Regions from separate parts of the Mus musculus genome. Here region 2 is linked to region 1. A link is a contact called in public Hi-C data. All regions are on one chromosome and are shown on one strand. The core of a region is the stretch at or near the end of the contact, and the rest is flanking DNA. Distances in the headings are between cores, read along the strand shown.

What was found. A called contact is a pair of places that touch in the nucleus more often than the background predicts.
Region 2: a contact with region 1 is called in a Hi-C map of morula, with 1.6 times the contacts expected there. The contact joins the enhancer-like site here to the promoter of Bnc1 in region 1. A contact is called at or near these places in 3 of 39 promoter capture datasets (frontonasal cranial neural crest, macrophages and pre-B cells), 4 of 484 Hi-C or Micro-C datasets (B cells, morula, nephron progenitors and 1 more), 1 of 115 datasets of contacts at active chromatin or transcription factors (forebrain) and 1 of 9 other capture datasets (adipose tissue).

Annotation. Positions count from the first base shown.
Region 1 is chr7:81,989,241-81,995,894 of GRCm38.p6, reverse strand. Bnc1 (basonuclin 1) reads left to right here and starts at 3,596. Exons shown (of 5, transcript NM_007562.2): 1 at 3,596-3,700. The coding sequence starts at 3,605.
Region 2 is chr7:82,036,348-82,043,001 of GRCm38.p6, reverse strand. No RefSeq gene overlaps it. Among named protein-coding and RNA genes, the nearest start is that of Gm46013, 27 kb to the right of the region's middle. Within about 2 kb of position 2,366, at least 3 of the 459 cell types and tissues checked have an H3K27ac peak or open chromatin away from gene starts, as enhancers often do. A contact at or near this core is called in morula, where this site is marked.

The sequences.
Region 1 (6,654 bases), core at 2,347-4,846:
CTCAGGTGAGAGGTGGCTGTCTCCTTGGGCAGGTTACCTGCTTACCCTACTGTTAGAGGATGTTCCCATCTTTACTGTCCAACCCTCCTAGCTGGTATGAGAGGATTTTAAAATACAATAATCTAAGTGATTTAAAATGTTTTTTTTAATTTACATTTTTTTCAAGCTCATTTTTCATCCCATTCCCTCCCCCGGAGGAAATGTTTCTAAATATTATTTTCCTAAGAAGCTGTTCTGTATTTTAACAGCATTTGTGAACACCAGAGATGTTCTTCCAGAGGGAAAATATTAGAAACTCTTACCAGCTCGTTTGTAAACTGAGTCCAACACAAGGTTGAATCTAAACTCAGCATGGTTTTTCAAGACATGTTTAAGACCCAAGTGGCGAGGAGCTGTTCTGGAGCAGGAATCTTACCTGCTCAGCAAAGAACTCCCTGCCAACCTGTTGTGTGCTACAAGGCTGGACCTCAGGAAGACATCACTACTCGCCAGAGGATACGAATGACGGCTACACTGGCCAGATTCAGCTTGCAAACATGCTGTTTGACTCATACTATATTTATCAAAAACTTGAATTCGTTGGCAACTTTTAAATATCAGAATGTTTCCAGCCTTTCTTGAAAACTCAGAAAATCTGGCAAAACTGAGCCCACATTCCCAGCTGATGACGAGTAGAGCAACAAGTGCCCACTTCAGACAGCATTGGCCCTCTGTCCCTACAGCCCATACCTTCCCTGCTGCCCCTGACCCAAGACCCAAACAGCCAGTCCCCCTTAGAATTGGGGATCATAGCACATCTACTCTGAGAAAGGACTCAGAGACAAGAGGGACCCAATCTGGTCCCTTGTCCTTCAAGAGCCGACTCTTGTTTCCTTAAGATCACAAAGATTTGTTTTGTGTCTTCTTAATTTTTGCTCTTTTTAATAGATTGGGTTTTAAAAATTCCTGGCAGGGTTGGGGATGCATTGTTTTACTCCTTGCTAAGAGAAGAAACTAGACACAAAGGGAAAAGAGCAAGGCTGGATTTCAAAAGGAAATGCTGAGGTTTAGGTTTGAGAGAGCAATGTGAAGGGCCAGGGATAGACACACTCATTTGCCAGATGAGGATGGCTGAGGTCGAGAGAGGGGGCGAGCTGTGCCAGATCCCTCTGCTGATGAGAAAATGAAAAGGGAAGCATGGTCTGTGCCATCTTCACCCAGCCTGCACCACATGCCTTCCTCTAGCCACAAGTGGCTTCTTTCTCCCTGTTTCTGAGTATCTGTTTCCAAGAGGTGGTAGAGAGAAGCCAGCCCATTAGCTCAGTAGAGTGTGCTAAGAGCGATTTCAGAAGCCACGTTGTATTGTAAGATATGTTATTCTAAAAGAACCTTCGGGAGATTGATTAGTAATTTTCATCTAGACCTATTCATTCCCTGTAGGTAAAATGTAATACATTTTGAGAGAGGCAGCCTGTTTTCATGTGTTCAAACCCATCCCAAATCGTCCCTGTGTTTGTAAGCAGGAATAAAGTTAACACGTTGACTCCAGTATCTGTCACTGGTGGAAGGCTTTACTAAATCATTTGCAATGAACACAAACTTTGAAAAACATTTAGAATATTTAAATGGACCATTTACTGGGATTTAGACATTTTGGTGCATGTATAACAAGGAAATATAAATGTTCTAAACTTCTACAAGAGTTAGTTAATTAATTTAGTTAATAAAAATAAGCTCTACATGTAGTAAGAGAGATTATTTTATTTAGCTTGCCAGCCTGAATTTAGAGGTGGTTTCAGGTCCACTTTTACAGATCAGAAAAGGGAGACCGAATTGGCTAGCTTCCTCCAGCAGTTTCCACTTGTTGAGAACAAGCCCAGGTCACTCTAACTCCTAAGCAAGTGTCCTGTCAGCTACAGCAACTCATTGCACAGAATCCACTAAGATGTGCAATGGCCAAGAAATTAGGACAAGGAAACACCTCTAGGCTTCAAAATGCAGTAAGCATGGAGGGAGGCAGAAACAAGTGAAGGGTGCAGAAATATGTGGAGTGGAGGCCTGGTGGGTCAGGGAAGGCTTCTGAGCCAGGGACACAATCCTCTCTGAAGAGAACACCTTGAAACAATAGCCACAAAAGAAAGGACCAGAAGAAAGGCCTAAAACGTTGGGTGGTGTGGTGGACTGTAGCTGTTTGGGAAAGAGCAAACAGAAGGTAACCAACCAGTTTAGCTTGGTCATTAATAAAACAAGGCTTCATAATGAAGTTTGCCATGTGGCAATATTAATGCGCATCTCCAGGTCAATGTTATCGCAATGGCTAGGCAACTTCATGCCTGCAAGGAAAAGTACCACCAGGTAGACCCAGAACAGGCACCTGGGGGAAATCCAGGTGTCCAGTTTCCGGACCCCGTGCAGCACAGATGCCCACACTTTTTTTTCTGTCATGTGTCCTGTTCTCACCTTTCCCCCCTCTGAAGCCTGTTGTCAGCACGTGGGGTAACTGGCATCCTGTCTTCTGTTTGCAACTCTTTCTTTGTCCCGGCATCTCTGATTTGTGCAGGACTGTGTTCCCTTTTCAAGGACGCCCACCAGCAGCGAAGCAGGTGCAACAAATTGGGGGAAAAAAAAAGAAAAAAAAAAAAAAAAAAAAGAAACAGGACCTGCCACTCCAAGTCTAGGCTCTCTTACTTCTAAAAAGGACAGACCCAAAAAGCCAAACACTTTGGCCTCTCTTCAGGTCTCAGGTCCCGCCCTGCCCAAGAGCTATATAGTAAAACCTGGTTCTGTTTCACACCAGCTGTGGACAATCTTCCCCTGTTCTTAGGGCCGAAGGATTCTTTTTCTTTGTCCTCAGGCCCCGGAAAGCAGGTTCTCCTGGCGAGCCCCTCCCCATCGGCTCCCAGGGGACGAAACTCTTGTTTGATTTATCACTTCATCTCCGTGTCTCCTTAGAACCTAGTTAAGTCTAATCCCGCTTTCCAACTCTGAGAGCGAAGTCACCTGTCCCAGGCAAGCGGTAACACCGGGACTTTAACACAGAGCACACAAGAGACCGGGGTGTTTGAGTTCCCAATCAAGCCTCCACGACCCGACCCAAGTCCCCACATCTGTGGAAATAAAAAGTTCCCGGTGGGGGCGGGGGCAGTGCAGCCTTCTGCCTGGTCCACACCGGGACCCGAGGCGCCTCCGGGGGAGGCGAGGGAGGCTGCATCAGCCCGAGAGAGCAGAGCCAGGGAACTTCAGAGAGCGTTTCGCCCTCGCCGGGGAGAGGCAAACACCGACACGTCTGTCTCCTTCTCAACAAGTGCCTTCAAGCCCGCCGGGGGCAGACACCTCCGCGCCCGCGGCCGCCGAGGTCTCCGCTGTGCGCGGGGGGCCGCGGCCTGGCCTCAACCGAGGCGACTCTGCGTGGCCTCCCCACACCCCCTCGAGCGTCGCCCGCAGCCCCCGGCGGCCGGAGTAGGGGCGCGGGGCGGGGCGAGCGGAGGGGCGGACCCCGGGGCGCGGGGCGGACGCGAGGGTGCACGAGGGGCGCAAGGGCCGGCGCGGTCACCCGGCGCCGCGGGGAGCCGCCCACTTCTCCTGCGCAGGGGGGGCGGGGGTGGCCCAGACGGCCAGAGCGTGGATGCGGCGGTCGCCGAGCCGGGGCGGACGCGGAGCGGCCCGGGCAGGGGACGCGCGCCGGGAAGGCCGGCTCCGCAGCGGCTGCAGGATGGCTGAGGTAAGCGGTCGCGCGGGCGACGGGCGCGGGGCCGCCCTACGAGGGCCACCTGCTCGTCGTCGGCGCCGTGTGTGCGTCCCGGGAGGCCGAACTGCAGTTCCTCGCAGCCTGTGCCCGGTCGCAGCGAGGTGACCCGTGAGCGGCGCCCCGTTTCTCTTACACCCCAGAGCCCCTGTCCAACCGCTGTTGGCGCAGGGACGTCCATCTGTCTGGTATTTCAAGCCGTGACCTTCGGTCATCCCGGGAGGAGAGTCGCGGAGACGCCCGAGGGGCGTGGAGGGGGCGCCGGTCCCCTGAGGGACAAATCCTTGCTTTTTTAAAAGGGAAGAGACAAAAGACCAAAAGCGCCGCAAACCGTCAGCTTAGTTAGACGTGTCTGAAGAGGACGGATGCTCGCAGTTGAACCGCGCTGAAGGAGTGCGTTGGTTTGCCGGCGTTCCGCCTGGCTTGTCGAGCGTGGGACAGTGAGGGGTGTTCGTGCCCTCCGGTCGCTCAGGGACTTGGAGGAGCGCATCCGGATGCTGATGGGGAAGCCAGAGGGCCAAGGTCCAGTCTCTTTGGAGATGGTTTACCTGAGAGTGACAGGAAGGGATCCTGGCAATGCAGAGGTGAGGTGCTTAGTGGCCCAGTGACTGTCCACCCCGCAGCGGGGTTCCAGCCGGGCGTACCCCAGCATCCGCTTCGGGTGTCCGCTGTCCACGGGCGCTGCTTCCCCAGGGGAGCCCCTTAACCCTACTGGCCTCACGACTTCGGATAAACTCCTGGGGATTTGTCAGCCAGATGTGACAAGATTGGAGAGGCAAGTGAGAGAGATCTGATATCAATCAGTACATAGCTCGGAGCCAAACTTTCTCAAATGCGGTGTAGAAACATGTTCTTCTCGTTTAAGGCATCTCTTTGTGGCTGTGGGGCTGCCACCAGCCTGAGTTTGACAGTTAAATGGAATGCCAACTAGCAGCCTTAATTGTATGAGTGAAGTTGTATGCAGTGCGGGGGGGGGGGGGAAGATCAGACACTCTGGGGTTCGGTAATGTCCCCTAGTTTTATGGCTAGGCTCACCGCAGACCTCTGAAGATGAGGGCATTTAAATCGGGCCAGACGCCTGGTCACAGCCAGGCCTCTGCTGTTAACACTTAAGGGGCTTGAAAGAGGCCCCACTGGTGTCCTGGGAATCCCTGTCAGAGTGTGTGTGTGAGAGAGAGAGAGAGAGAGAGAGAGAGAGAGAGAGAGAGAGAGAGAGAGAGAGAGAGAGAGAGAGAGAGAACCTGTTACTGCATGGAAACACAGAACAGATATATCAACAATAAGAAGTAAATTTTTCTTATTAAAGCAACAAGATTTTGGTGTGACAGTATAGGTGAACTGAAAAACAGCATTTTGGCAAATCTTTTTTGGCAGTCTGTTTTTACTTGCTCGTTGTCTTCACTGTGCTGTTAGATTTCATGGGATCTTTTCGAATTTAACAGAGGTTTAGTTTACAAATTGATGTTTGTGCGTTAAAACTTTTGTTAAGTAGTGAAACATGTAACTTTCTCATTCGCCCCTCCCCAAATTTGTTGATGCATATTATTATACCTTTCTTAAAATTGTATGCATCAAAGTGTAATTTTGCACATTACTTCAAGTGTTACAATTTGTGCTGTATTTTATTTTTCTTTTAAAATAGATACAGACAGCTGCCCTTCTTTCTCTGGAGAATTTTAATAACTGTTCTTTTTAGCATACTTTCAGATAGTTAAAAAATATGACTCATTATCTTATTTATTGTTGCAAGTTCACAAACTTCAGTTTTACAGAAACTGTAACTGTCTCCACTCAGGTGTTGACTGTGTTCTGTTGTAGCTGAATCCTCAGACACTTTGATGGACTCTTTTAAGGTGTGAGCTCCTCAGAGTTTGAGAACTCAGATTGTGTTCAGACAGCTGCATAACTTAATTTGTACTCTCATGTCCACCCATGCAGACTGGTAAGGATTCCCTGGAGCTCTGTCTGTCACAGAGAAAATGGTTACTAGTTTGAATAACCTGCCCATGAATATTTCCTAGGATACACACACACACACACACACCAGTGATCCAGTGATCTGTGCACCTGGGTTGGAATTCACATAAGAAATCTTAGCTCACATAAATCCATTGCCTTAGAAATATATGGTTTATACAGAGGATGATTTGGTTTTTATGACCTTTCCCCTAGAAGAAGTTAGACCTGTATCCCAGGCCCATACTCATATTTTATACCTCAGATCATCAGCTTGGAAAAGTGACCCTGCCCTGTGGTGAGAAAAAGCCATCTAGTTTTCCTCACACAACAAATAATTGTCTCTTAAGCACACACTTGTCACTTCGGGATGCCAAGAAATGTGAGGGAACGTTTTAAAACTTTGTTAGTAAAATGAAACTGCAGTACCAAGGGGCCAGAAATGTCTTTGAGCTTCTGTATATGGCTTTGGAAGTTATTTTGACGGTGGCCATTAAGAGGAGTTGCCCTGAAGGCTTGCAAGGTAAATTACTTGCAGGAGGAGTGTGCTTCACCCCAGGGTGGATTTTCTCCTCTACAGATGTCACTTAGAGTGAGGTAGTTACTTTTGTCAGACACAGTCTGGTTAGAAAGAAACTAGAAATGCCATTCCCCCAGGTTCTCCAATCTGATGATCTGACGTGGCTCTGGCTTTGCTAAGATCAAGGTTTAGGAAGTCATAGGCTCTTTTTGTCCTTTCCCTTATTGTATGTCAGTAAAGATCATGACTGCTTGTCTACTGTTGGTGACTTTTTTGTGGGATGTTCAAGATAACTGGGGGTGGCACAGAAGCAGCGTCAGGAAGTGCTGGGACCCTCCTCCCTTGTTAGTTGGTTTCTAGCAGAAACCCTTCTTTCTTATCTCATCATCCTTTGAAGTCTTTTCTCCCTCCTTCTGGAGTTTCCAAGATTGCAGTGTGGCACTCCCGCTCTCTA
Region 2 (6,654 bases), core at 1,117-3,616, 48 kb before region 1:
GAATCAGGAGGTTGTGGCCATTTTAAAGCCAAATCTTTACCATCGTTTATATTGAAATTTTTTTTCATGAAATTTCAGCTCTTTAGGGAAAGGGGCTAGTTTGTTCAAGTTCGTTCTCAGAATTTGTCTCCTCAGATATGCAAGTGATTCAGTACTTATAAAGGACATCCAAACCTGGACTCTCTGTCAGTCTTGGTTCTGTTGTGAAGTCATTAAGAGAGTCTTCTATCAGGCTGGAGAGATGGCTCAAGCACTGGATGCTCTTCCAGAGGCCATGAGTTCAATTCCCAGCAACCACATGGTGGCTCACAACCATCTGTGATGAGATCTGATGTTCTCATCTGGTGTGTCTGAAGAGAGCAACAGTGTACTCACATACGTAAAGTAAATAAAGAAATATTTTAAAAGGGGGGTGAGTTTTCTATCACTAAAACTGAAGCAGAAAATGAGTTTTCTGTAATTATGGTCAAAGACTGGGAAGAAATGTATGACTGACACAGAACTGGAGAGTTCTATTTGAAGTGTAAGGTTTCTAACATCTGGGGAGAACTTAAGAGAGTGCAGAGCCCATGCTAGGGTAGAGAATGGTTTCATCTCACAAATGTAGTCACAAATGTAGATTGTGATAGCTAGGATTTCAGGCATGAAACCCGTCTATGTCGACACTGTGGCTCAACTGGAAAGTACTGAGGGTCGACTGGCGATGTCTGCTTTGGACACAGGAAGGAAGAGTGAAAACACATAGGACAGGACCAAGGGGAGAGGGGCAAGACTGAGAAGGAGAATGACCTGGATGTTAAAAAACAACAACAAAACAGAGGTTAATTTTACTTAATTTCCCCACAAAGAAATAAATGATCCTGTTTTATCATAGCTCTAAGAGTTTCTAACGGGGATAACAGTGATCAGTGATTTCCACGTGAGTGACTCCACCCCGTGGGAATAGGTGAGGCTGATGTTTGAGCTCTTCAGGTAGCCACCCACAACCTGCGCAAACGGCTCGGTGTTAATATTTAATTTCAGTTCTTTTTAATAAAGACATATTCAGAAGCTCGCATCAGCTGCCTGATGAAAATGTCCATGGTTCTCTGTGCCAACTTAAGCACAATGTAAATATTTATTTTCAAGGAGTCCAAATTGCAAAGGAAATGTTAAGAATGGTTTTCCAAGGAGAGGAAAAGGTCTGGGCTAGAATGGGAAGTCAGTTCCCTGCATAATATTTGCCAGTTGCTCTATTGTCAGCCGGATTAATCCAGACGAGAATCCAAACGTCTTCAGCAAACAGGCATGCCTAGCCTCTGTCAGTGCCTTGTAACATCAGTACCGGGGAAGGAGAATCTTTATTGGACCTCACAGCTAGATTTCAACCTCCCTCTAGGTCACCTTTGCTCCGGGGTCCTCACACCCAGCTCCCTCCCTTGCTGCTTGTGGACCACCGGATGCACTCACAGTTTTCCACCCCTGGGCACATGATTTTTCCGTCCACGTAAAATTATCTAGAAATGTCCCCTTTATTGCAGAGTCCCTTCCTGCTCAACTTCTCAGCAAAATCAATTTTTTTTTTCTTAAGACAGGTTTCTCTGTGTAGCTCTGGCTACCCTGAAACTCCCTCTATAGATCAGGCTGGCCACAAACTCAGAGGTCCACCTACCTCTGCTTCCTGAGTGCTGAGATTAAGGATTTTGAGCCAGCTCAAAATCAATTTGTTATTCTCCATCCCCCACCCCACCCCCGTCCCCCAGTGTGAAGGGTCCATAAGAGGGTTTAGGATCCCCTAGAACAGGAATGGTAAGCTGCCACACGGGTATCAGGAACTGAACCTTGGTCCTCTGAGAGAGCAGTAAGCACTTATCAGCTTGGTCACCTCTCCAGCCACAGAAAATGTTTTAAATCACACCTGTACTGAATACGCACAGACTCTTTCCTATGTATTGCCTAAGCAACACACAACTATCTAGTACTTACATTTGATTATATAGTGTATAATGAGTGACCTAGAAACTATATTAAAGCCCATGGGAAAACACTCAAATAATAAAAAAATAAAAAATAAAAAATAAAAAATAAAAATAAAATTAATGTAGGAGAATATATATCGGTTAGATGCAAACACTGTGCCATTCTACACCTTGGAATTACGCATCAGATGTTCAGGTATCAGTGGAACCATGGGCGGAGCACCTCACAAATACCAAGGGATGACTATGTTTCATTTCCCCCAAAGGTTTTCCCTCCACTCTGTTTCCCAGTGCCTTTCTAACGCGCCTGGTATGACTCTCATCAAGCTGGATTAATACGAGGTACTCACACGCAAGACTCATCACTCCCTAGAGAGGTCAAGCCATCTGAGGGCAAAAGAGTGACTTTCCTTGTCCTCATTTCCTCCCAGCCCTGTTTCCTCTCTGTCACACTTGGCATGCTTATGTGGTGATCATAGGCTTCCTCCATGGGAATTCTTAAATACAACTGCATCGAAGACTCTGCTTTGCCTTCTCGATGAAGGAGAAATCTCAAGTGGAGAAAAAAATGGACAGGTTTAACTGCGTTTTTGTTTGTTTGTTTGTTTGTTTGTTTATGAGACAGGGTTTCTCTGTGTAGCTCTGGCTGTTCTGGAACTCACTCTGTAGACCAGGCTGGCCTTGAACTCAGAAATCCACCTGCCTCTCCCTCCCAAGTACTAGGATTAAAGGCGTGCACCACCACCACCCAGCTTAACTGCATTTTTAAAAACTCTGAGGAGTCGAATAGATTTCTTTTCTCAAGAAAGTCTTTTTCAAGACCCAATTCCAAAAATAAAGATGGTCAATAAAAAAAAAAAGTCAACACATTGGCAATTTATTCAGAGAATCTGTTTGAAAACAAGTATACAATATGTGCCAGGCTATGTAGTACAGAAATATAAATTATAAAATTATAAATTGCAAAGGCTGATGGGATATTCTTATGGAGTGATGTTGAGAGTAAAGTACACACAGGCTATCATATCACAGGTAGATTGGCATAGAAAGCAGTTACTTCAGGGGATGGAGAGATGACCCGGCAGTTAAGAGCTTCTGTTATTCCTGCATGGTACACTTCCCAGCACCTGCATGACTGCTCACAATCATCTGTTTTGGGTGACCTGGCGGTCTTTTCTGGATCCCTTGAGCACCAGGCAGGCACACAGTACACAGACAACCCCAATGGCATAAATAAAAACACATATAAATAAAAACAAATCTTTGAAGAATACATACTCAAAAGTGAAAAAAAAATAAAGTGCACTTTTATTTTGAAGAAAGAGTTATGGGTAATTAGATGCTTTTTCTTTATTATTGTTGGTTATGTGATGCAGCTGGGGAGGGGAGACACTAAAGGAAGTGGTCACTAAACAAGCTATCAATGAACCTAACACACAGCTTAGGGGCTTAGATGAACCACCTGCGGAAGGCCTCTCTTGGTCAACATCCTAATTTTGAATTCTCATGTATGTCCTTAAAGAGATGAAAAAGGAGTCTATTAAAGGTTTCCACTTCCAACAAGAGCAGGCTAGCTTATTGCCAACAGATACTAAGATCTACTAGAGAACCAGGATAAGTCAATCCCAGGGGGTGAGCAAGAGTTGTTGCAGGCAGCAGGCTGTGGAGTTCAGCTCCTGCAGTGCAGGCGGGCAGGCCTCGGGAGGTGACCCTGGAGAAGCCCACTGCAACAGAAGGCATCGAAGGGCCACTCAGTAGCAGGTAGCAGTCGGTCAGGCCCAGGGAGAAGGAACATGTCGACACCAATGCAGAAGATGAGTGATACACCGAGAATTTCATTTGAACCCCTGAGTCAGTGACTCTAGGAGCAAGGGAGAAGCTTGGAAATAGGAGGCCACTCACAAAGCTTAGGATTGTGTCATAGTAAGAAATACTAACACACTGCTCAGAGCAGTGACTGAGGGACTAAGTGGACCAGCAGTAAGCAGTGGATTGGAAAGATCTGAAGACACATGATCTGAGGACACAAGTGCACAACACACACACACACACACACACACACACACACACACACACACACAAATGTGCAGTCTCACACTTCTGAAGTTTAACTCCTTAGACTGCTTCCTAAACAGCTCTTGCTTGAAAGCCCTCCCTGCTCTGGTACTTACTTACCCTGGTTCTCTAGTCAGTCTTAGCATCTATGGACAATAAGCTAGCCTCCTTTGTGGGAAATAAAAAACCTTTTAAGAGATGCCTTTCTCATCTCTTTAAGGACATATTTGAGAAGTTAAAATGCACAAGATTAAGAAGACGTTGACCCCAGGTGGCTCACCTGAAGAATATCTGTGTGTGAATATAGGCACATATGTGTTCTCCTGCACATGAGGAGGTCAGAGGATACCATCCACTGCCAGTTCACTCCTTCCGCCTTGATAAAGACAGGGTGTCTTGTTTTCCACTGCATACACTAGGGTAGCTGGCCTGTAAGCTTTCAGGGATTCTCTGTCTCCTCCTCCATCTTGCCATAGAGACCCTGGGATTACAGACACGTGCTACTGCATCCAACTTTACATGAGTGATGTATGTCAACATTTGGGCCCACACATGCGGCATGAGCCATCTTCTCCAGTACTAGAGTACCTATTCTTTTCAAGGGTACACAGGACACTTTATCAAAATTGATTTTGTAGTATAAGAACAAAACAGTAAATCTAAGTGAATTTCAAAATCTTTATTATATAAGATATATTCTAATATTATAATAAAATAACATACATCTATGAAAATATAACAATAAAACCCTCAAATATTTAGGTGTTAAGTAACCAGGCTGTTCTCAAACTCACAAAGATCCATCCTTCTTCTTCTGCCTCTGCCCCTCTGCCCCTCTGCCCCTCTGCCCCTCTGCCCCTCTGCCCCTCTGCCCCTCTGCCCCTCTGCCCCTCTGCCCCTCTGCCCCTCTGCCCCTCTGCCCCTCTGCCCCTCTGCCCCTCTGCCCCTCTGCCCCTCTGCCCCTCTGCCCCTCTGCCCCTCTGCCCCTCTGCCCCTCTGCCCCTCTGCCTCTCTGCCTCTCTGCCTCTGCCTCTGGAATGCTGTGATTAAAGGCATGTACCACTGCTACTTGGCTAAGGCTAGTATTGAACTCTTGAGATCAAGCCATTTTCCTGCTTCAGTTTCCAAAGTGCTGAGATTACAAGTGTAAACTACCCCACAAAGTATATAACTTCCAAAATTATACAGACACCAAATAAATACCATAGTGCAAATAACTAAATATTTTATGTCTTAATGGTGTATGATGCCACAATATGTGGGCTACAACCTAAACTATGGATAAAGGAAGTTTACAAATTTAAATGCATTTAATGGGAAATTTTTAAAAAGGTCAATTATCTGAAGGGTAATTGTCTTAGTCAGGGTTTCTATTCCTGCACAAACATCTTGACCAAGCAGCAAGTTGGGGAGGAAAGGGTTTATTCAGCTTACATTTCCACATTGCTGTTCATCACTGAAAGAAGTCAGGACTGGAACTCAAGCAGGTCAGGGAACAGGAGCTGATGCAGAGGCCATGGAGGGATGTTCTTTACTGGCTTGCCTCCCCTGGCTTGCTCAGCCTGCTCTCTTATAGAACCCAAGACTACCAGCCCAGGGATGGCACCACCCACAAGGGGCCCCTTGATCACTAATTGAGAAAATGCCTTACAGTTGGATCTCATGAAGGCATTTCTTCAACTGAAGCTCCTTTCTCTGTGATAACTCCAGCTGTGTCAAGTTGACACAAAACTAGCCAGTACAGTAATCATATAAAATTAGAAAAAAAAAACAAAAACAAAAACAAACTTGCTTACTATCTTTAGCTTTGAGGTTTGTTTGTTTGGGTTTTTGTTTTGTTTTGTTTTGTTTTGTTTTTCCAGACAGGATTTCTCTGTGTAGTCCCAGCTGTCCTGGAACGCACTCTGTAGACCAGGCTGGCATCAAACTCAGAAATCTGCCTGCCTCTGCCTCCCAAGTACTGGGATTAAAGGCGTGCGCCACCACTGCCCAGCCAGCTTTGAGTTTTTAACCTATGAGTATGCTTAACTTAATTAACATCATGTACACCCATTACATCCTGCACTGTGTGAGTACCCACAATGGGATTGCTGTCACTGCCTTACAATGTGCAATGTACTCAGTCCTATCTGATTATGAGAGGCTATAGAATCCCTCTTTCCTCCTCCCATTCAAAACATCACATGGGTTCCTCTACTGCCTGGGTCTCCCCCTTCCTCCTTCACTTACAGCTTATCTCCCTTGCATAACTATACCCACAAAGCATGCTAAAATCTACCCTGGCCATCCACTGGTATTCTTCATAGTGCCCAGAGATTCAAGCTCAGACTCTAAAGTCCAAGGAACCAAAGTCAAACAGGTAACTCCGCACTTGTAAGTGATCTCATGGAACTCAGTTTCCTTGTCTGACAATGAGATTAGCAGCACCTTCGAAGCTTACAGAAGAAACAAGAAAAAAAAATATCTTATTGAGGAGTCTCAGCTCCCTGGGGGAGAGAAACAAGAAGTCCTTTTATTTATCTAAAATCTCCCAGTTGTTTTTGGAAGCCCCACTTCCCTGAGACTGTGTATCCCCTAACTGATAGCCCATGATGACTCTTCCTCCTTGCCTATGTTGGTTGTTGGGTTTTGTTTGTTTGTT